5 separate regions of the Mus musculus genome follow, and all the other regions are linked to region 1. The links are chromatin contacts, called in public Hi-C and Micro-C maps. All regions are on one chromosome and are shown on one strand. The core of a region is the stretch at or near the end of the contact, and the rest is flanking DNA. Distances in the headings are between cores, read along the strand shown. Region 1 holds the start of Rab6b (RAB6B, member RAS oncogene family). Region 2 has its middle 6.7 kb from the start of Gm46150. Region 3 holds the start of Amotl2 (angiomotin-like 2). Region 4 overlaps Tmem108 (transmembrane protein 108). Region 5 holds the start of Ryk (receptor-like tyrosine kinase).

The links. A called contact is a pair of places that touch in the nucleus more often than the background predicts.
Region 2: a contact with region 1 is called in a Micro-C map of embryonic stem cells, with 2.3 times the contacts expected there. The contact joins the enhancer-like site here to the promoter of Rab6b in region 1. A contact is called at or near these places in 3 of 39 promoter capture datasets (embryonic stem cells and liver) and 2 of 484 Hi-C or Micro-C datasets (both in embryonic stem cells).
Region 3: a contact with region 1 is called in a Micro-C map of embryonic stem cells, with 2.0 times the contacts expected there. The contact joins the promoter of Amotl2 here to the promoter of Rab6b in region 1. A contact is called at or near these places in 2 of 484 Hi-C or Micro-C datasets (both in embryonic stem cells), 1 of 115 datasets of contacts at active chromatin or transcription factors (trophoblast stem cells) and 1 of 9 other capture datasets (adipose tissue).
Region 4: a Hi-C map of cerebellum shows a contact between it and region 1, with 2.8 times the contacts expected there. The contact joins the enhancer-like site here to the promoter of Rab6b in region 1. A contact is called at or near these places in 4 of 39 promoter capture datasets (liver, pre-B cells and stem cell-derived epiblast-like cells), 2 of 484 Hi-C or Micro-C datasets (the N1E-115 cell line and cerebellum), 1 of 115 datasets of contacts at active chromatin or transcription factors (memory CD8 T cells) and 1 of 9 other capture datasets (adipose tissue).
Region 5: a contact with region 1 is called in a Micro-C map of embryonic stem cells, with 2.0 times the contacts expected there. The contact joins the promoter of Ryk here to the promoter of Rab6b in region 1. A contact is called at or near these places in 2 of 39 promoter capture datasets (both in liver), 1 of 484 Hi-C or Micro-C datasets (embryonic stem cells) and 1 of 115 datasets of contacts at active chromatin or transcription factors (embryonic stem cells).

The regions. Positions count from the first base shown.
Region 1 is chr9:103,109,831-103,113,706 of GRCm38.p6, reverse strand. Rab6b (RAB6B, member RAS oncogene family) reads right to left here and starts at 1,633. Exons shown (of 8, transcript NM_173781.4): 1 at 1,481-1,633. The coding sequence starts at 1,550. Gm46128 (a long non-coding RNA gene) reads left to right here and starts at 440. Exons shown (of 2, transcript XR_001779270.2): 1 at 440-1,181.
Region 2 is chr9:102,688,526-102,692,401 of GRCm38.p6, reverse strand. No RefSeq gene overlaps it. Among named protein-coding and RNA genes, the nearest start is that of Gm46150, 6.7 kb to the right of the region's middle. Within about 2 kb of position 2,166, at least 134 of the 459 cell types and tissues checked have an H3K27ac peak or open chromatin away from gene starts, as enhancers often do. A contact at or near this core is called in embryonic stem cells, where this site is marked.
Region 3 is chr9:102,715,709-102,719,584 of GRCm38.p6, reverse strand. Amotl2 (angiomotin-like 2) reads right to left here and starts at 1,781. Exons shown (of 10, transcript NM_019764.2): 1 at 1,683-1,781.
Region 4 is chr9:103,492,893-103,496,768 of GRCm38.p6, reverse strand. The region is part of intron 4 of Tmem108 (transmembrane protein 108); the gene reads left to right. It overlaps Gm16252 (a long non-coding RNA gene), which reads right to left. Exons shown (of 7, transcript XR_003948081.1): 4 at 874-3,876. Among named protein-coding and RNA genes, the nearest start is that of Bfsp2, 15 kb to the right of the region's middle. Within about 2 kb of position 2,243, at least 46 of the 459 cell types and tissues checked have an H3K27ac peak or open chromatin away from gene starts, as enhancers often do. A contact at or near this core is called in the N1E-115 cell line, cerebellum and pre-B cells, where this site is marked.
Region 5 is chr9:102,833,228-102,837,103 of GRCm38.p6, reverse strand. Ryk (receptor-like tyrosine kinase) reads right to left here and starts at 2,184. Exons shown (of 15, transcript NM_013649.3): 1 at 1,865-2,184. The coding sequence starts at 2,048.

The sequences.
Region 1 (3,876 bases), core at 384-2,883:
ACAAAGCACAGGGAATCAGATCCAGCTGGCTACCTAGCTGAGCTGGGTACGATGTGAAATGTCCCAAACCCAGCTCTCCGGGACAGGCAACCCCGACTTCCACCCGGCTCCCAACCCTCCAGCTCAGGTACTGAGCATCAGCAGACAGGAGGTGGCCATGTGACCTCCACAGCCCACACGCACACGTCATAGCTGCACGGTGCCTGGGCCCACCAGGTCCTCCCACGGCCTTCCTCCTCTTGGCCTCCAAACCAGCTAACAGAACTGGTTTACAGAGCTAGAGCTGGGAATCCCGCCCCCCCCCCCCCCGGGATCCCCCTCTCTTCCAGCAGAAATGCTCAGAAGCCCAGCTTATGTCTGTAACCCCCTGGTTATGTGACTCCTGGACCGAGGCTCTCAAGGAGGTACTCCTTCCCACAGGTATCAGAGGGGTCGCTGCTCTTCTGTCTGAGCTTCCCACCTTGGACCAACCTGGGTGTCAGATACTTGGGAGGGGAGACTCCTGGGCAGCAAAGAAACCCTTACTCTCCCCCTCCTTAGGCTCTGGCTGGCTGCCACGGTGACCTCCCCTCCCCCAAGAAGGGCGGTGAGCTGGGAGATGGGGGGTGGGAGAATCCACCGGCTCCACTGATGCTCTCTAGAGGGGGCAGGGAAGCCAGGCAGGGCGTGTCGCCTAGGCCTTTCTCTGCCCAGTGCCAAGCTCACAGATATGAGACGCCTCTGTACCATCCCCCAAGTCACCTGCTATGGGAAGAATCTTCACTCTCACGATCCACACCCCTAAGCCCCAAAGAGGCTAACACATTAGTGAAGGACAGTGAGTCTAGAACCTTCTGCCCAGTCGGATGTAAGCCAGAGAAGCTAAGTGCCCAGTTACCCTACCACTTGCACCCACTCTTTTCGAAAAGGGACAGGTGTCGTGTTCCCCATTTCCCAGCAGCAATCTGCTCCAGAGCTGGACGCGTCCTTTCCCTAGATTCCAGGCAGGGTCCGCAGGGAGCCCCTCGGGCGCAACCTTGGGGTGGGGGCAACCAGCTCCCAGCCCCACCTCGTTCTCCCAAGAGAGGCTCCTGTCCCTTCGCCCACACCCTCGCCGGCACCCAGACACCTGCACAGTGCTCCGCAGCCTGTGCCGCAGTGCGAGCTAGTCAGCGAGCCCGCGAGCCCGGCGCCTAGAGCGGGTGAGCCAGCCGCCGCCCTCGGTCCTCCCGGACGCACCTGCACCGGGTACCCGTACCCAGATCTCACACTCACCCTCATCCCTTGACCCCCAGAACCACCTTCTTCCTTTCCCCCTTGGTCCTCCCCAGCCCGGCCCCACCCGAGCCAGCCCCATCTCCCCATCTGCATCCCTCTCCTCTACCGGGGCGTGGAAGGGCCTTGGCGAGCCAGGGCTGGGAGGGTCCCTAGTGGGGTGGCTGAATGGGCGGCGTGGGGAAAAGACTCGGCTCCGAGCCGAGAGAATAAGCCGAGTACTCACCGCTCTGCTCCCCTAGGAAAACCAACTTGAATTTTCGCAGCGGGTTCCCAAAATCTCCCCCTGCGGACATGGTGCTGGCAGCTGGGGCCGGGCGAGGAGGAGGAGGAGGAGGAGGAAGCGGTGAAGGAGCAGGGAGGGGAGAGGAGGAGGGCGAGGGGAGGCGGCGAGCGGTGCGGGAGCCGGAGGGGGAAGGGCTGGCTGCGCGCGCCCCTGACTCCCCAGCTGCGGCCGGGCCCCGGCCTGCGGCTGCGTGTCCGACGGCGGCGACGGCGGAAAGGGAGGAGGCGGGGTGCGCGGCGCAGCCCTGGGTGGCGTTGGCTGCACGGGCGACGGGCGCGCTGTGGACGCCCGAAGCTCGGCGCGGGCAGCGAGGCACGGGCGGAGCGGGGCGCAGGGACCGAGCTGGGCGGAGGAGCGCTCTCCGAGCAGCGCCACGCGCCCCCTCCCGCCCGCCTGCTCCGCCCGCGCCTGCGCTCTGCGCGCTCCCAAGCCTCTGATGTCATGCGGAGCCCGTGGGTTTGCGGGGCTTGGGGGGCGTGCGCCATCCAGCCCCCACCCGGGCAGCCGGCTCCGGAGAGCCACCTCCTCTTGAGCCTAAGAGAGGTGCCCTCTTTGGAGCGTCTTGCTCTGCCCTGCTGCTTCTGTCTCACCCACCCACCTAGGGGGAAAAAAAAAAGACAGGACTTGGTCAAGAGGACATTTGTTTCTGGTCTTTGACACCTAAATGCGGTTCCCTTCTTCCGTCTCAGACCCAGATAGATGGTCAGACAGGGCGGGAACATAGGAAAGGGTCAGTGTGTGGTGTGGTGGTGAGTAGGAAGATGTGCGGATACCTGGCTCAGACCTGGGGTATGGCTCCTCGGTGGCCCCTGCTGGCCTCTAGCTTACCTCCTATCTAGCTAGGCTCAGACTCTTCATGCGGAGGGGATCTGTGGTTGTCCCCAGAGGAGCTGGCCAGTGAGAGAGAAGACACCCTTACAGGATATGCCTACTAGGGTTTGAAACCTAACCTGCCTGGTAGAAGACAGCTCCACTAACCCAAAGACAATGCCCTGCCTCTTTTGATCCTGAGACCGTCAGCCCAACCACACTCCTGCGCCCTGCTAGTTAGGTTTATTCGGGTAATGAGCTACAAGAGTATAAGAGAGCGACCTCTAAGTTTGCAGGGCACACACAGTAGCGTGAGAGCAAGGAGTAGACGCCAGACTAAGGTTAAACGCAGTCCCCAAGCAGTACACTCTAAGGCATCGGGTTAATTGAGGCTTTACAAAGCCCCTCCCCTCTTCCTCTCCAGCCACTTGCTGGTCTTGACCTTCTCTGGCCATTCAGGGAATGTTTGTTTGGGACTGTTTGGAATGTGTAGTGTATGTTACACAAAGCAAGCCAGGAGTGAAATGCACACACACACACACACACACACACACACCCGTGCCTACGGATTTCCCAGGGGACACTTATGAATTTACCCCGAATGTACCCACTAGAGTCTCCCACCGCACATTGAGCCCTCACAGGAAACTCCATGGAAGCAGCTGAGGTTCCACTTCACCTAGAGTTTAGGAAACAGTTGCTGAATGCTCGAATTAACCTCTAAAACTACTCTCAAATCAGAGTAACTGTTCTATTCTTGTGGTCTTCTTCGGTTTGAAGTCCCTGGAGTCGGAGGTCATCCCTCTGAGCATATAAGCATGCCAGATTGGGCACCAGACTAAGATAACTCAGACTCCACCCTACTTTTGCCCCGAGTGTGTTGCTGTCTCGGGATCCAGCATGGGCTGAGGAAAGTTTTGGCAGGTGTGTCCGACCCACTGTCCACAGGCCATATGCCTTGCAGGATAGCTTTGAATTCAGCACAACACAATATTGTAATCTTATGTAGAACATTATGAGATACTGGATGGGTTTCTACATTTTTTGGGGCAAGTTTTTGTTTATTGTTGTTGATCCCATTGCCTGGTTTTACATTGTGAAGTTTGTAGATTGCAATGTTGTGTCTCCGTAGCTAGAAGTTGGACACTCCAGCAGTGAAAGAACTACTCCTAAGCCACACCCCTCCCTGCCTGTGGAGGTCAAGGCATTCAGGGGGTTGGGGGGTGTCACACCTTCCACCCAGCATTTCCTCATCTGTACTGGTTCAGTCGGCTGGGTTGGCTCCTGCAGTCTGGGCAGAGCTACACAGCATGGTCTTCATGCTGTATGTGAATCCTAACCTTAGAATGCTTCTGCTCTCTTCCAAGTCTCTCCCTTACCCTTGCCATTCCTTTGTCTCTTAGGGGAAGGGATCATCTTTATTCTGTCCTGGGATATCAGGCATTTCCCATGTGATAGATAAAAAGAGCCACTATAAGCCTCTTTTTGGTAGTCTCACTAGAAAGAGTTTCTTCTGCATGGCATCT
Region 2 (3,876 bases), core at 917-3,416, 420 kb after region 1:
GGGTCTTGCCTTCAGCAGGTAACTCAGGAGCGGGTCACCCGCTTACCAGGCCTGGCACTTTCCCATCGGCTCCTAAGTCTTTCTGCAGTACTGTCTGTCACTGCTCCTTTCCTGAGGAGGAAGGCCAAATTTAGAGACCCTGAGTCTGAGTTGGAAGCCTTGCCTTTCTTGGGAGGCCGAGCAGGGAAGCAGAACAGATCTTGCCATCTGGAAACCTGTGAAAGGAGACTTTGGGGGTTTTTGTTAGGTTTTTTTGTTTGTTTGTTTTGTTTTGTTTTTCTTTTTTTACCACGTGGTGTGCGCACCAGGTGTACCTCTTTATCTGCACACATTTGAGGCGCATGAACATATGTGCTTGAAACCCGGGGAGGTGGTGTGGGCACTGAGCTTGTAGAGAGGATACCCCTCTGTGAAAGGGATTCGGTTCTGTTCCAGAAGAAAGTCCATACAACACCAGGCATCGGCATTCCCAGTATTTCCCTCCAGTCTGATTTCATGCTCTCCCCCGCCCCGCCCCGTACCCCGTTTGTAGGGAGAATTATTGATGGAAATTCTAGAAGATTTAGGGTCAAAGAAGGCCAGAAAAAAAAAAAAAGAAAGGAAGGAAGGAAGAAAGAAAGAGAAAGAAAGAAGAAAATGAAAAGTTTCCTACCTTTAACCCATTAGGAACCTTAGTGCAATAATGCTTTAAATAACTACAGCCTCTCTCAGAATGGCCTGAGACACCTCACCCCCAAAACTTGCTTCAGGTAGGACAAAGGGTGTCATAAAATAAAGTGACTCTCAGCATAAAACAGGGTGAGACTTCTCTTGTCTGTTATCAAAAGGCCCCATTTGCTCTTCACTCTTCTGCCACGACTCCCTCTGAGAACTCCGACAGCTGTGTTTCTCCTTCCCACAGTGCATACTCTTTATTAAAACTTTTATATGCATTCTGGTCTGGTAAATATTTTACCCCCAAGCTTTGGGCAGGGTCTTTCCAGGGTCCCAGCCTAACAGAGCAGGTCCCAGTTTGCTCCAGTGGAGACAGCTGGAGCCAGGTAAGTGGGCCTCCTGGGGGAGTGGACACTCAGGGGTGCACTCTCCTTTCTTGGTGCAGACTAAAGAGACCTCCAGGAAGGGAGTAGTAACTCCCATTGAGCTGTCTGCCTGGAGACACCATCCCCAAAGGCCCCCTTGATCCCCGACCTTCCCTCTGCACGATGTGTGCTGGCTACTAATAGAGATCCAAATTGAGCAGTGAGCCCAATGGGTCTTTTGTGCAATGAGGTGAAAGTTCACATCTGTCCACACTATCGCCTGTCTTTGGGGCTTTGTTTTCCCATCCAGGGAAAACGTTGATGGACTGCATGGGAGTGAGATGTGTGCGTGTGTGTGTGTGTGTGTGTGTGTGTGTGTGCGCGCGCGCGCGCGCGCGTTCTATAAGGTCCCTACAGGGGATGAGGAGGCGCCTAGGTTTGTGAGCACAGAGATTTAGAAAGGTGAGGTCACCATGACTTCAGTGTCTGCAACTTTGGATTGCTTGCGATTGTTTTCAAACTCAGGGAAGTGTTTGAAATTTCCTCTAACGGTAAAGCAGGATGGAAGACGGTAAACAAACTTGGGAGAAGAACAGCGAGGCGAGCGGCAGGCGGCTAGTGGGTCCAGAAAGCGCTGCACCTGTGATGGCAGAAAAGACAGGTTCTTCTTTCAACCCGGCATCCCCAGAGGCTGCGACAATTGGGGTAAACCAGAGGGGCAAACTCGCAGGCAGACAAAGAGAACATCTGCATTTGAAATGGGTTCCCACCCGGGGCTCCAATGGGAGGCTCGCTGCGAGATCTGCCTGCTGAGTAGCTCCTCCTAGAGAGAAAAGCTTCTCCGAAAAGCCCAGTTGTGTACCCTCAACCCTCTGACCCCCAACGAAACCCCTTGGAAAAGTCAGCAGACGGGAGAACAGGACCCTCCCTCCTCCAACCCCCACTCCCAGCGCAGACTTGTCTATTTTACTCAAGGTCACTTCCAAACAGGACTGGAATAAACCCTCCTTGTTTGCTTCTTTCTGGGACTTAAGCCCCGGGTCCCCTTGGGTGTCGTCCAGGACGCCAGGCGTGGCTGCTGACAATGGCGTTCAGACGACAGATGGCGGGCGGGAGGGCGGGGGCGCAGGGCAGGTGCGCGGGGAGCGGCTGAGCGCCGGACGCCCGGCTGCCAGGGTGAAAAGATCTCTAGCTGTGGGGGGCCGCTGAGTCTGGGAACAATGAGATAATTCTCCACCGCGAACGAACGCACCCCCTCGGGGTGGGGGTACTCGGCCACGCGCCAGCAGAGGAGAGCCGATTACTGTGCGGCATTGGTCCCCCGCAGCGCCCTGCTTGCCCCCGCCCCGCTACGGGAGCTCTGGGCTCCTGGGCACATTCGTGCACACGCTCAGCACACTCCGGGGGCCAAGAGGAGGGCACTGACAAGAGCAGACGCCTGCAGAAGAAGGCTGTATTGTTTTGTTTTTATGGCGCTTGAGGACCGTACCGCTCCCCCCCCGCCCCCACTCTCTCAACCATTTGGATTTGGGAGAAATGTTCAGCCAGCATCTTAAGCTACCAGAGACTGGGTGTCTCGGGCAGGGCAAAGACAGAGAACCCTGAATAAGATTGAGGTGGGTTTCGCTCCGCCATGGCTCTGCGATTTGAGGGAGGGGACGGATGTATGCTAGATTGATTGGCTTCAGTACCAACCGTTTTACTAAGCTTACCCCCTCTGCTCTGTGTTTTATCTTAAATCTCAAACTGACATGGGAGGTAGCAGAAGGCAGCACCCTCTGACCATCCCTTGAGGCTGGGACTTTCATAGAGCTAGGTGTTAGCATTTCCTCTAGGCTCCGCCTAGCAGTTACCTAGCAACAGCCAGGTATGAGCCTGGCTCGTAGATAAAAAGAACTCGCCATCTTTTTTGTGTCTCTGTCAGTCTGTTTTTCTCTCTCCTTCCCTTTCTCCCTCCCTCCCTCCCTCCCTCCATCTACTCCTCCCTTCATCCCTTCCAACTTCTTTCTCTCTCCCCACCTGTTCCCTAGAGGCCTCTTCTTCTTTCTCCTCCCTCTTACTGTCCCCCTCTGTCCTCTTTTTTTTTTTTTTCCCCTCTGCCTCTGCTCCCTTCCTCAGAACCCCTTCCCACGTCCCAAATAAACTTCCTTTTATGCTACACCCGTTGTATGGCTGATATGACACCTGGTGTGTGTATTGGGGGTGGGGAGCGCCTCAGCATGGGCCCGCTAAGGCACCCCTCTCCCTCCACATCATACCCCGTTTTATAAAACATATCAACCACTAGGAAGGCCTTTTTATGAGCCAATTGTTCCAATTGTACCTAGGTTTGGGACTTTGAAGCAGACTGTGTTGACTGTGTCTTTAGGAAAACTAAACAACAAACAAAAGCACACTATCAGTTTGTCTCTTTTTATTGGACTATTGATGACAATAGTTAGATCTAGGGCGCAGGTTGTCATCACCAAGTTCAATAAGGTGATTTCCTTTTCCTGTGCTTTCAAGTGAATTGTTGCCACTCTTGAGAAAAACAGCGTTAGGCGAGGGAGCTAGGGCTGACTGTTCACCCAGGAGTTCGGTCAATACTGGTAAGGCTTAAGCAAGCACTGGGAAGTGGGATTGTCTTAGGATTTCTATTGCTGGGATGAACACCATGACCAAGAGCAACCTGGGGAGGAAAGGGTTTACTGAAAGTCAAGTCAGGAACTCAGAGCAGGAAACTGGAGGCAGAACTGAAGCAGAAGCTACAGGAGAGCCCTACTTACTGGCTTGCTTCCTATGGCTTGCTCAGTTAGGTGGTGGTGGTGGTTGCTGCTGCTGTTGTTTATATAGCTCAGGACCACCTGCTCAGAGATAG
Region 3 (3,876 bases), core at 532-3,031, 390 kb after region 1:
CACTTAGCAATAGGGTTCCCAGTTTACTGGCAGGCGGTAAAGAAAGAATGTAGCCCAGCAGAAAGAAGCCCTAAGCAAATAATTCCATTGATTCTTTAGAATAAAGACGCGTGAGCCAGACCCTGGGCTCAAAGGCTGCTGATAAAATAAATCTGAGTCTCCCTGTCACAGATGACCTTAGCAGCCACTCTGCAAGGTGAGCAGCACAAGAAGCCCCATGGAAATTGGTGAGGAGGCAGAGGGGAGCTTGCAGTAACTGAGCCAGGGAAACATTTTCCATGACCACCAACCTCTTTTCTTGGCACACACATTTGCTACTTAGAAAAACCCCTCCCTACGTGTATGCTAGAGGCACACAGGGGATGATCCCTCTGCATCTCTGTTGATATTAGTAACAACTACCTATGCCAGTTGATGGGGTAATGAGGCGAGGGGGGAGACAAAGGAAGGGGGTGGTGGCCCCTTTCTGTGCCATACTAATGCTAGCCCCCTGTCCTACCTCAGTTTGGGAATGGTATGTTGGCAGAGCTGGAGAAAGGTAATGAGCCCTGACGATACCCAAGCCAGCAACTAATCCTCCCCCCCCCCCCCAACTGCACCCTGCAATGTGTAAGACTTGAAGAGTCTGCTCACACGCGGCTTTTTCTACGCGGTATTTCCTAAGTTAATCACTGTCTGGGCTGACTCGCGCTAAGGATCCGGGAGCGGCTAGAAGGAATGCTGAGCCTTCCCGGCAGATTCCAGGCGCGCCGACTATGAGCCAGGCTCTCGGAGCACCGAACATTTCCGAGGCCTTTCATCGCACAAACGTCCCAATCGAATCCCCTAGATGCACAATCTTTCTTTCAAATACTTATATAAGAGCACTTACTGAAAATCAACTTCCTTACACGGGCGCTGTACCTGGGCTGCACTGGAGCGCTGCACTCGGAAAACCAGCCACCTTTCTAAGCAAACACGGGTCTCTGGCCTTGGCCTGGGCTCACTCCAGCAAAAGGAACCAACGCTAGTCTCCAAGTCAACCAGGCCAGTCCAGGGTCCCGGCGTTACTCACCTCTACCGAGGCAGACCACTAGCACCGGTGGCTGCCCGAGCGCCCCGGGCGAGCAAAACCCGCAACCGCGAGAGGTCTTTAAGCATCGCGGGTACGCCTCTCTCCCTAACCCTCTTTGTTTTCCAAATACTTCAGCGCTGACGTCACCGGACTGGACAGCAGGCTGCATTCTTTCTAAGTGAGAGCCAGTTCGTGGCTCCGCAGAGGATTTTCCAAGGAAGACAAAGAGGAATTCTTGAGCTAGCTGAGGGTAAAAGCCACCTGTATCCCCAATCCAGACAAAGCAGCCACGGTAACCTCATAATTCAGCGAGATATGCCTACCGCAGCTTTTCACTTGCCCCGCACGCGAGACGCACACTCCCAAACACTGATCCTCTGTCCTTCCTCCAGCCCCAGTGGGTCGGAGAATGGTGTCCTCACCCCCACAAAAGCGCGAGCAGTCTAGGCTAGACACCCAGGATCGATCCTCGAAAGGGTTCACAGTCTCCCCTCCCGCTCCCGGGGAGGCTCGTCCACCCCAGCTCCGATCTCCAGAAAGGGTCGGACTGATCGCGGTGTCCCGCTGCTGCTGGGAAGCGTCCCCGCCGGCCTCGCGCACTGCCCGGAGTGCCCGGCACCTTGCTTACCGCTGCGGCCCGCGGCTGCCGGCGCACGCAGACCCGGTTCGGCTTAGGTACAGTCAGCAACGGAGGTGCGCACTAGTCGGTGGCGCCGATGATCTGCTTGCTCGCGCCCCAGTGCGCAGCCTCTAGGTCAGCCCGCGCTGGAGGCGGCTGCTATGCCAGGAATGTGAGAGTTTCAGGTTCCCCCTCGGGATCAAAGCGAACCACAAATAACCTCTCAGCGCGCCGCCCTCCTCCGCTCTCCGCCTCCCTCCGCTCCCCGGGCCAGCCCCCGCCTTCCTCCCGGGAGGCGGCGCTGCGGCTGGCCGCTGGGCTGGCCTCAGCCTTGTCCCCTTGCCACTCTGGGCTCTGGCGGCCGTGCGGCATTCATTCCCTGCCACCCTGCTTTGTGTCCTAGCTGTTGGGAGTGTCTTAACCAACTCGTCCCAAGATCGCCCCACCACTGCCCGCACCGGGTTCTCACCCTCCATTCCTACAGGCACCGAGGGACGACTCCAGGGATCAGCCTCTCACGCCCCTATGGTGGCTGTAAGAAGGGTCTGTGGCGTTTTGGAAATGGCGGGAGGACTGCACAGCAGTTCACATCCGCCCAGCCTTGACAGTGTTGCAGACGAAACGATGTTTCGGCCCGCCGCTGCCCAGCCTCTTTCCTAACTCCTACTATTTCACCCCCCAGCGGCAAACTTTGAATTGCACTTTTATTGTTTACAAACACCTTGGCCAGCTCTTTTAATCCTGCCTCTACAGGAAGTGTGTGAATCTGGGTTGAAAATCTGGTGGATTTAACCCACTACCTAACTAAATGAATCAACCACTCACTGGGCATTCGGTCCAACTCCTCCCTAACTCCGCTCATCTTTAAGCCAAGCACGCGGCGGGTCACCACTTGCTTTTTACTCGGCCATCCGACTCCAGTAACCCTCCGACGGTGCTCTTATCATGTCTGTAATAAATAAGAAACCAAGGTTCAGAGAGTCTAAACAACTTGCCTAGGGTCACACAGAGAGTAGCCAATGAAGCCAGGTCCCTTTTCTTGGTCTTCAAAATCCGGTCTCCGTAACCTGACAAGGCAGAGAGTCTCTGCTTCCACCTACCTGTCCCGAGTTTCAGTGTCTTTTCCACCTCGTCTACACCTAGCCAACCCTCTTTGTCTTCCGCTTCTCTGGCTTTTGGTGTGGAATCGACTCCTTTGTCATTTGGACCCTTCTACTTCCCCAGGAGACTCCTCCAGCTTAGCTGCTCTGACTCCCTCCCCTCCCCGCCCCCCCCACCCTCTTTCTGGTTAGAGCGTGCATTCCTCAGTCCCATCCACCTCGAATCAGGACCAATTTCTGCTGCGGGACTGCCGGGCCCAACCCCCTCCTTCCCTCGGCGTTCTCAATTCCTAAGTTTGCTGGAGGGGACCAAGGACAAGAAACCTTTCAAACTCAATAGTCAGGGATGTGGTTATTTTTGTATAAAGCTTTCCTTTAAAAGGGAGGGGTTCTCAGGAGTTAACCCCCCTTGCTGCCTTTACAGAGGATGTGCCTTCGATTCCCAGCACCTACCTGGTGGTTCACAGCCATCTGTAACTCCAGTTCCAGAGGATCTGATAGGCAATTCTAAATTATGCTGGTACGAGGCACCTACATGGTGTTTGACCGTACATGCAAGCAAAGCATTCATACATATAAGATAAAACAAAAAGCCTAAAAAGAAAACAAAAAAATGTGTATATGTTTTACTTGAAATCCAAATATTGCATTTTAGATTCTGTTTGTGTCTGACACAGATGAGAAAATAACAAATGTGCCAAGCTAAAGGCTACCTTACAAAGAGAAATTGTGGCTCGCACACACACACCATTGTCCCCGCTGGCTGCGGTAGGAGCCTATGACAAAGACTAGAGAAGGGATTCCCAGGTGCCCTCACTTCATGGGCAGCATTCTTGGAAACCCTTGGTGGAGAGACACCTACTAGGTGCAGGCACATATGCTCTGCATTACAAAATCAGGGGAAAGGCCATATGGCGCAGTCCTGGGATTCACTGACACCTAACAAATGTTTGACTAACAAGCATTCCTGAGATACTCTGAGAAAGGGGCCAGTTTAAGGCAGCTAGAATCCAAAGGTTCAATTTGGGGGGGTGGGCAAGCCTACTTCAGTCCAAAACAAGCCCTGAGTCAGTTTAGGTATGTGGCTCAAAGGGACAGAGTCT
Region 4 (3,876 bases), core at 994-3,493, 380 kb before region 1:
AACAACTTTACACACACATTTGGTGGATGGAGCAAAGCTCCTACTACCTAAGACAAAAATTGTCTGTGTAAGAAAAGGATTACCTTATAGCCACAAGTTGCATATTCTCCAAAAACAACCACCACAATAACATAATTCTTTAAGAACAGATTCATTACACAAAAGGACATTACAGCAGGATTATTGGCTATGTATTCTTCTTGAAACTCAAACATTTCTCATCTATCTATCTCCCCACAAGTTCATTGAAACCCCAAAGCAATAACTCTTTTGTCATTGATTAGCAAAGTTTAAGCAAGCCAGTCTATAGTAGCAAGTGTTTTCCTATGCTTAGCGGATGACAATTTGTATTTGCCAAGAGACAGATCATCTGTCTTACTATTTTTAAAGTCTTGTTCGGCTAATCATCTATCCTATATTCTTATGCTCATAATAGACTTATTTACTCTTTCTCATAACCCTGTCTTTTCATGGTGCAAACAAAACCTATGGCCGCATCCCTAGATCACAAGATCCAGGAGCTCAGAGCCAGGCTAGAATGAATGTTTTCTTTGATCATTAGCTTGTCCCAAGCCTATTTTTCTCTTCCAAGTACCACTACATGCTTGTGACACAGGAAAGCTTGCTGTGTTCCTTGTCTAACTTATGCAGCCCTCACTACTCTACAAGGAGAAGGCAGGTTCTATTCTTAATTCTAACTTTATTATATCTCTCTGCCATAACTTAACCTTAAACCATCTCCTTAAACATTCTATCAACTACCGTAACTTCCTAAAACTATTTAAATCAAATCAGGAATTCTATGAAATCATTAATCCATTTAAATGATATTTTACAAAAGTTCATCTTCATATTTATGTGCAGGAAACTTACTCAGTAGAGTGGGCTGTCTCTCAAGAAGCAATGACAGCAGACTCTATAGGTAGAGAGGGTCTCCCCACACCCACTCACACCTTGCTAGATTCAGAAAGAACCGCAACATCAAGGAGCAATCCAGAGACAAACCCCCTGGGGCTGTGCCTCTCCTAGGTACATCCATCTCAGCTGTGCATAGTGGACCATAGGCTGTGATCCCTGCTTCTGAAATAGGAAGGAGATTGAAAAAACTTAGCACGTATTAGTAAGCAAATTATTAACAGTCACACGTGAGAAGTAGCTGCTTTCTAATCTCCCATGCGTGTCGCCCTCGATTATAGTTGGGACGCCCTCGATTATAGTTGGGATCCCAGGATTGTCTTATCATTCTGTTCCTACACTTGCTAAAGAAAATAAACACATAAATAGACACACAGTACCGAGGTGTCAGGAGACTCTGGTCATCACCCGCACCGTTGAGTTAGAAAACTGACGTCAGTCAAGGCAGGGCAGACACAGCCTAGAACTACTCCCCAAGGACAAGTCGAAGCTGTAAGAGGAGCCTTCAGGTGCTGGGGGGCAGGGGTAGTACACTCTCTCTAAAGATCTAATTGTGTCCACACTGGCCTTTTATAGCCCAAGGGGACAACAGAGTCCACTTCCTTTATGTTTCTACCTGGGTCCTGACTACCCCCACATCAAATCTGTGTCCTTGGTCACAGACATAGCCCCTATGGGTCATCCTTGGCCATTATACTTAAATATACAGGAAATACTTAAATCAGTATTTAGATCAGTCTGGTCTCGGGACCCTAGGTGTTGTTTGGACTGTTTCCATAGTCCTGCTCCATCTAATGACCAGACCAGCTGGGCTCTCCCAGGTCCGAAGGCTCATGTTTCAACCTTCCCTGCTGTCTGTGTACCCCAGAGCACCTCTGCAGACCTTACAGCAGACTCTCCATCCTCTGCCAGGCAGACAGACTGGTACCAAAGTGCAGGTGTAGAATTTATCACCGCTGGCGAAGGGGCTGGGAGAGAAGCCAGGTTTCAGAGAGCAGCAGAGGCTTGCCCCGTGCTATGCTTTCTCCAGCTCATGATTCCCCTGGTTCTAATGAGGGAGAGAGGAGTATATTGAACTCAAAGCCTGCACAGCAATGGAGGGTCAGCAGCTCACCTGCCTTCCACGTCACAAACCCTCCCAATAGCTGGAAGGGCATCAGTGTACAAGGGCTGAGGAGTGGTTAGTCTCCTGAGCCCTGCCAGATACTTGCTGCCAACTCTGCTTCAGAAGAGAACTAAAATTGACTGGCTCCAGGCCACTAGGAGCGAGGGCCAGGAGCCATGTGGCTGCTGCGCTGGTCTCTGCTGCCACCATCAGGATGCACAGGTCCTGCTGCCTCCTCTTAAGCCTCGGGCCTGCCAGTGGTCATTACTCACCAGTGTGTGCTCTGGGTTTTCACAGAACCATGTGGAGGCTCTGCTGAGCTCCCTTGGCCTGTCTCACACTGTGGGGTGTTTTCTCCCAGCCTCATCTGGGAGAAGATGGAGCTTTAGGGAGGGTTAGATAAGGAAACCAGAGCAGAGACAGATGTGCTGCATCACCAGTGCAAGTTCAGCCTGATAGGACAGAGGAGAGCCACTCCCTGGCCTTGATACTCGCCCCAGAGCAAGGTTTTCTCCAGGCTCTGGACCATTAATTCAATATTCCAAGGGGTGTTTTAGGACCCATAATTCTTAGCTCTGCTCATTGTCCAGTGAATGTTAACCATGAATACAAGCATAAACATGTGCCTGTATATGCAGAGTGTGTGTATGTGTGTGTGTGTGTGTAGGACTTACATGGCTTTTTAATTACCACATAAGAAAACCTGGGTTAATTGCATACACTAGCAAGATTTTGCTGAAAGGACCCAGATATAGCTGTCTCTTGTGAGACTATGCCGGGGCCTAGCAAACACAGAAGTGGATGCTCACAGTCAGCTATTGGATGGATCACAGGGCCCCCAATGGAGGAGCTAGAGAAAGTATCCAAGGAGCTAAAGGGATCTGCAACCCTATAGGTGGAACAACATTATGAACTAACCAGTACCCCGGAGCTCTTGACTCTAGCTGCATATGTATCAAAAGATGGCCTAGTCGGCCATCACTGGAAAGAGAGGCCCATTGGACTTGCAAACTTTATATGCCCCAGTACAGGGGAACGCCAGGGCCAAAAAGTGGGGGTGGGTGGGTGGGAGGGTATGGGGGACTTTTGGGATAGCATTGGAAATGTAAATGAGGAAAATACGTAATTTTAAAAAAAGAAAAAGAAATAAATGATGTGATTATTCAGGAAAAAAAAAAGAAAGAAAACCTGGGTTAGACTGGTTCTTACTATGAAGCAGAAAAAGATTGTCGCAAAAGGAAGTGTAGTTAGGTGGGTAGTCTCTTTGGAATTATGGACCAATGGGAGGAGGTGGTGGGGAGAAGGCAGGACTCTCCTTAAATTGTCACTCTGGCCATGACCCACTCAAGCTAAACTATAGCTATCTCTGGACTGTAAGGTAGTATCCCCCTGCTAGACTTCTAACCCCCACATGCTAAGGTGAGGAGCTGGGCACTAAACCCTCTTAGTTGTGGCCTTATAACCAGGACATAAGAGCTGAAAACTACCCAGTCCCTGTCTTCTGTCAGTTTAATCCTTTATGGAGTGCCCTGAAGTGCTAAAACCAGCTTGTGGAATCAAACACGCCTGCCCACAACCCAGCCCTGGCCGCCCTTGACTGTGAACTTCGCCAGCGGTCCTCCGCTTCCTCTTCTCTGGGATGAGAGAGACGTCTGCTGTGTGAGTTCAGGTCCTTCAAAGGGCAGATGCCAAGATGGAATCAGGCATGCCAGGCAGCTGTACTATAAAATACCACCCAGGGAGAGCTGGAGTGAGCGAGGCAAGCCCTACGCAGCCATGCAGGCCCTGAGACACAGAAGGAGATGGGAGATAAAGGAGGTGGAACAACGTCTGCGTGTTTCTGCTGGGTTGGTGGA
Region 5 (3,876 bases), core at 935-3,434, 280 kb after region 1:
CCACTCTATTTCACACACTACTGGACCAGGTGCTCATCCATCAGGTGCCCCCTCAGCTACTGTCCTAAGAAAATCAGTTCCAGGCTACAAAGGTATCACTTCACGTACTAATGAACAACAGTCTCTTTTTTAACATGCCATAATCAAACTTCTAAATGCACATGCCCTTCAATAACTTAGTCTGCAGCCAGGAAACACTGTCTTGTGTGGGTATATATTATATATGTAATATATGAAATAAACCATGTTACCTTCAGCAAGTTACTGAAAGCCTTACTTTTCTCATCTCCCATAATTGCCCCACTGGGTAACAAGAAACTGAAACAACATGTTTAAGTCCATATCAAGCCCCAGCTAGATGGCTCAGCAGGTAAAAGCACTTGTCGTCCAGTCAGATGACATGAGTTTGAGCCCTGGGACCCCCTATTAATAGTGGAAAGACAGCCCACACCTTCAAGGTGTCCTGTGACCTCCACAGAACACATCGTGGTACACACACACCAAAATAAATAAAAGTAACAGCAAAACTCTAACACGCAACGGTAGGCACATGTACTCGTCTCTGTCTGCTGCCAGATATCTCTGTCTCCCTACTTCCATCCTGGCTAAGGCAGGAGAGGAAATACATGTCAATAAAGTCACAATTACGTAAGTTCTTTTAACAACAACAAAAACAACCCTTACAAAAGCACGCCTAGGAGCCGCACTACAAATCGTTATTTTTTCCCAAGCCTTTCTCCCATGCTCCAGGCGTAACTCAGATGCCATTTCAATTCTGCTAGACTAAATTCAGCTAATTCAACTAGACTATAAGGAAGGTTAAATTAGGATGTTAGGAAAACACAGTTCTTTAGTTAAAGCCGATAAACCTACACATACAACTATGTCTAAACAGTCTGCTAAAAGCAGTTTTCATTCCGAGGCTAAACTCTCTCAACAGACCCTAAGAAACTCTTCTAACAGGCAGAAGGCTCTCTGTGAGCTTGAGGCCAACCTGGTCTACATAGTGGATTCCAAAACAGCCCAGGCTACATAAAGTCCCTGTCTGGAAAGGAAAAACAAAACAAAACAAACAAACAAACAAACAAACAAAAAAACCTCCTCTAATACACACATACGCATACACACGCGCGCGCACACCACACACACACACACACACACTTGGGGGAGGCATACTCGCTCACTAAAAAAGTGACACTTAATGGATATTTAGGGGGAGACCTTTCCAGTTCCAACACTTCACTCTAAAACACCCCGATAAAAAGTGAAGGGACTGCCTTAATGCACAAAAGACGGCAAAAGCTGGGTATCCCTAACTATCAGAGACTTCCTTTTGATGGCTGGCCAGGCCTTCCTTCAAGGGCTGATTTTCAGAATGCACAGAGTTCCAAGCGGAGGGCAGAGTCGGACTCCCCAAACAACGGGCTAAACAGGTAAACGGAACCACCGCCGACGGACCCCAAAGCCAAGTTCTCCTCTCGCTTCAGGGTCTGCAGAGTAGGCAAGTGGCCTGGAACGGCAGCATCAGGTCACACTCAAGGAACCCAAGGCAAACCCCGATGCTTGGGATCCGGTCGGCCCGAAGGTGTGCAGGATGCCACACAACTCAGGGCGCCCGGCTCACCTTGCCCCCCACTCGCTAACCAGAAAGCAAGCGCACGGCGGCGGCGTGGCCTGTGGGCCACCCACAGCAGGCTAAGGAGCGGCCACCCGTGTCCCGAGCGCCGACTCCGAGGCTCCGGAGCTCCGCGGCCTAGAGTGACACGCGCAGGGAGGCTGCAGAGAGGGAGAGAGAGAGAGAGAGCGCGGGCGGCGCAGCGGCAGCACCGCGGGCTCACGAGGCCCCGGGAGCCGCGCCACTCACCAAGCAGCCGGCGCACCTCGTCCTCGCTCAGGTAGAGGCTCACGCTGGGTCCCGCAGGAGCGGCGGCCAGGGCCGGGGACCGCGGGGCGGCGGCGGGCAGCATCGCCAGCAGCAGCAGCAGCAGCGGCGGCGGCGGGGCCCTCAGGCCGCCGCTCCCCGGGACGCCGCCCCGGCCCGCGCGCATGGCCGCCGCCGAGCAGGAGCGTCCGCCGCCCGCCGCGCCGCCGCGCACCCCGGCCCCGAGCGCCTCACAGCCCCGAGCCGGGGGCGGCCGGCCAGCTCATCGCGCCGCCGCTTCAGACCCGCCGCCCGGGAACGGGAGGGGGTGGGGGGGCGAGCTGCGGGCGGAGACGCGCGCGTGCGCGTGCCCGCCGTGCGCGAGGGCGCGCACGCATGTGCCGCCCGACCGAGAGCGCCTGGTTCTGGGGCGCGCGTGCACGGGAGAGCGTCTCAGACCTGAGGTCGGGGTGGGGGCCGCGCGTAGGGGTTGGTATAAATAACATTACGTTGTTTGCCAGGCTGAAACGCGCGAGGAATAAAGGAAATGAGTTAAAGAGACACAAACTAATCAAAAACAATAATGAAGTGCCCTGGCCAGGCGAAGGGCTCTAGGCTAATATAGCCAGTCCCCAGCCCAAGTCGTTGAGGCCTAGAGTCGGTTGGTCTCTTTATTCTTCCCCAGGTGCGCCCTGAGTCTTGGATGCTGTCTCAAAAGAAAAGAATGCTGTTTTATTTAGTGAGAAGGGACGGGTACGTAGAAATCTTCCCTTATCCCACCATCAGAGGTCAGCCTCTAGTTAGCATGTCTGTTCCCTAAAATTCACATGCCACACACTTTCCAGAAAGCAAAAACAAAAACAAAAAAAACTCATAAAACCTTAGTAAACTTTTTATTTTGTATTTTGGTTTACAGTTTGTTTGTTTGTTTGTTTGTTTTGAGACAGGGTCTCACTATGTAGCCCTGGCCCGCATGGAACTTGCTATGTAGACCAAGCTGGCCTTGAACTCACAGAGATCTGCCTGCCTCTGCTTCCCAAGTGCCAGGATTAAAGGCCTGTGCCACCCATGCCCAGCAAGCTTATTTTTACATGTGACGAACTTTTATTATCCTAGTTCTCCTTTACTGTAAATCAACCTGTATCTGGGCTTTTAACCTGTGGTCCATGCCAGCCCCCCCCTCCAAAACATGGAATGTATGTGAGTGTGTGCTTATGGCTGTACATGGCTGTCTGTGTGCATGGGTGCTTTCACATACTGGAGAGTGGTTTTTACATTTCATCCCTTGCTCTAGGAAGCCCTTGTCTCCCTAAACCGGTTAAGGATCTCTGATACATCCCAGAGACTCTGATGAAGAATTTGGGGAAGCCCCAGTCAAGCTTACTCCACAAGCCATCACTCAGGCTGGCTCCCAAGCATCCCTTCTCACTTCCTCCAGAACAGGGTCATCCCATCCCTGTGACCCGTTCACTGACCTTATGCCTCCCTCCTTGCCTGTGGAGAGCAGCTGCTTTCTGCCCGGCCTAGCTTCAAGCTCCCAGTTGCCCATCCACACGCAGGCCCTGAGAGATATTACCTGTATCCCCTGCCAGGGCAGGGAGAGAGACCGAAGAGGAGGATAGTTGGATCTTGATATTTTTCCCCCCTCTCTCCTGTAGTGAGAGGGATGGATTCCATTTGGAGACAAGCTGGCCTCAATTTGTCAAGCTTCAGTTCCCCAGCACAGAATACAGTGCCCTGCAGGAAGAGACCAGGAAGTGGGCATGAACTGAACAAAAGCATGCCATCAGTGAATGATGAAAAACACAAGTCACCTGTGGCCACAGCTACCTCGTAGGGAACCAGGGCCCTGCCAGGAAGGACTCTAGGAACCTATGCTGTGAACAGGGCTCTCTACTCAAGAAAACAAAGGGGGTGGGGGCGGAGCCGTCTTGAAAGCAAAGGTTTGCTGTCTACATTTTTTGCAGCAAGCTAATAATCTCCAAGAATGGAAGCTGAGTCTTCTAGAGGCTGGT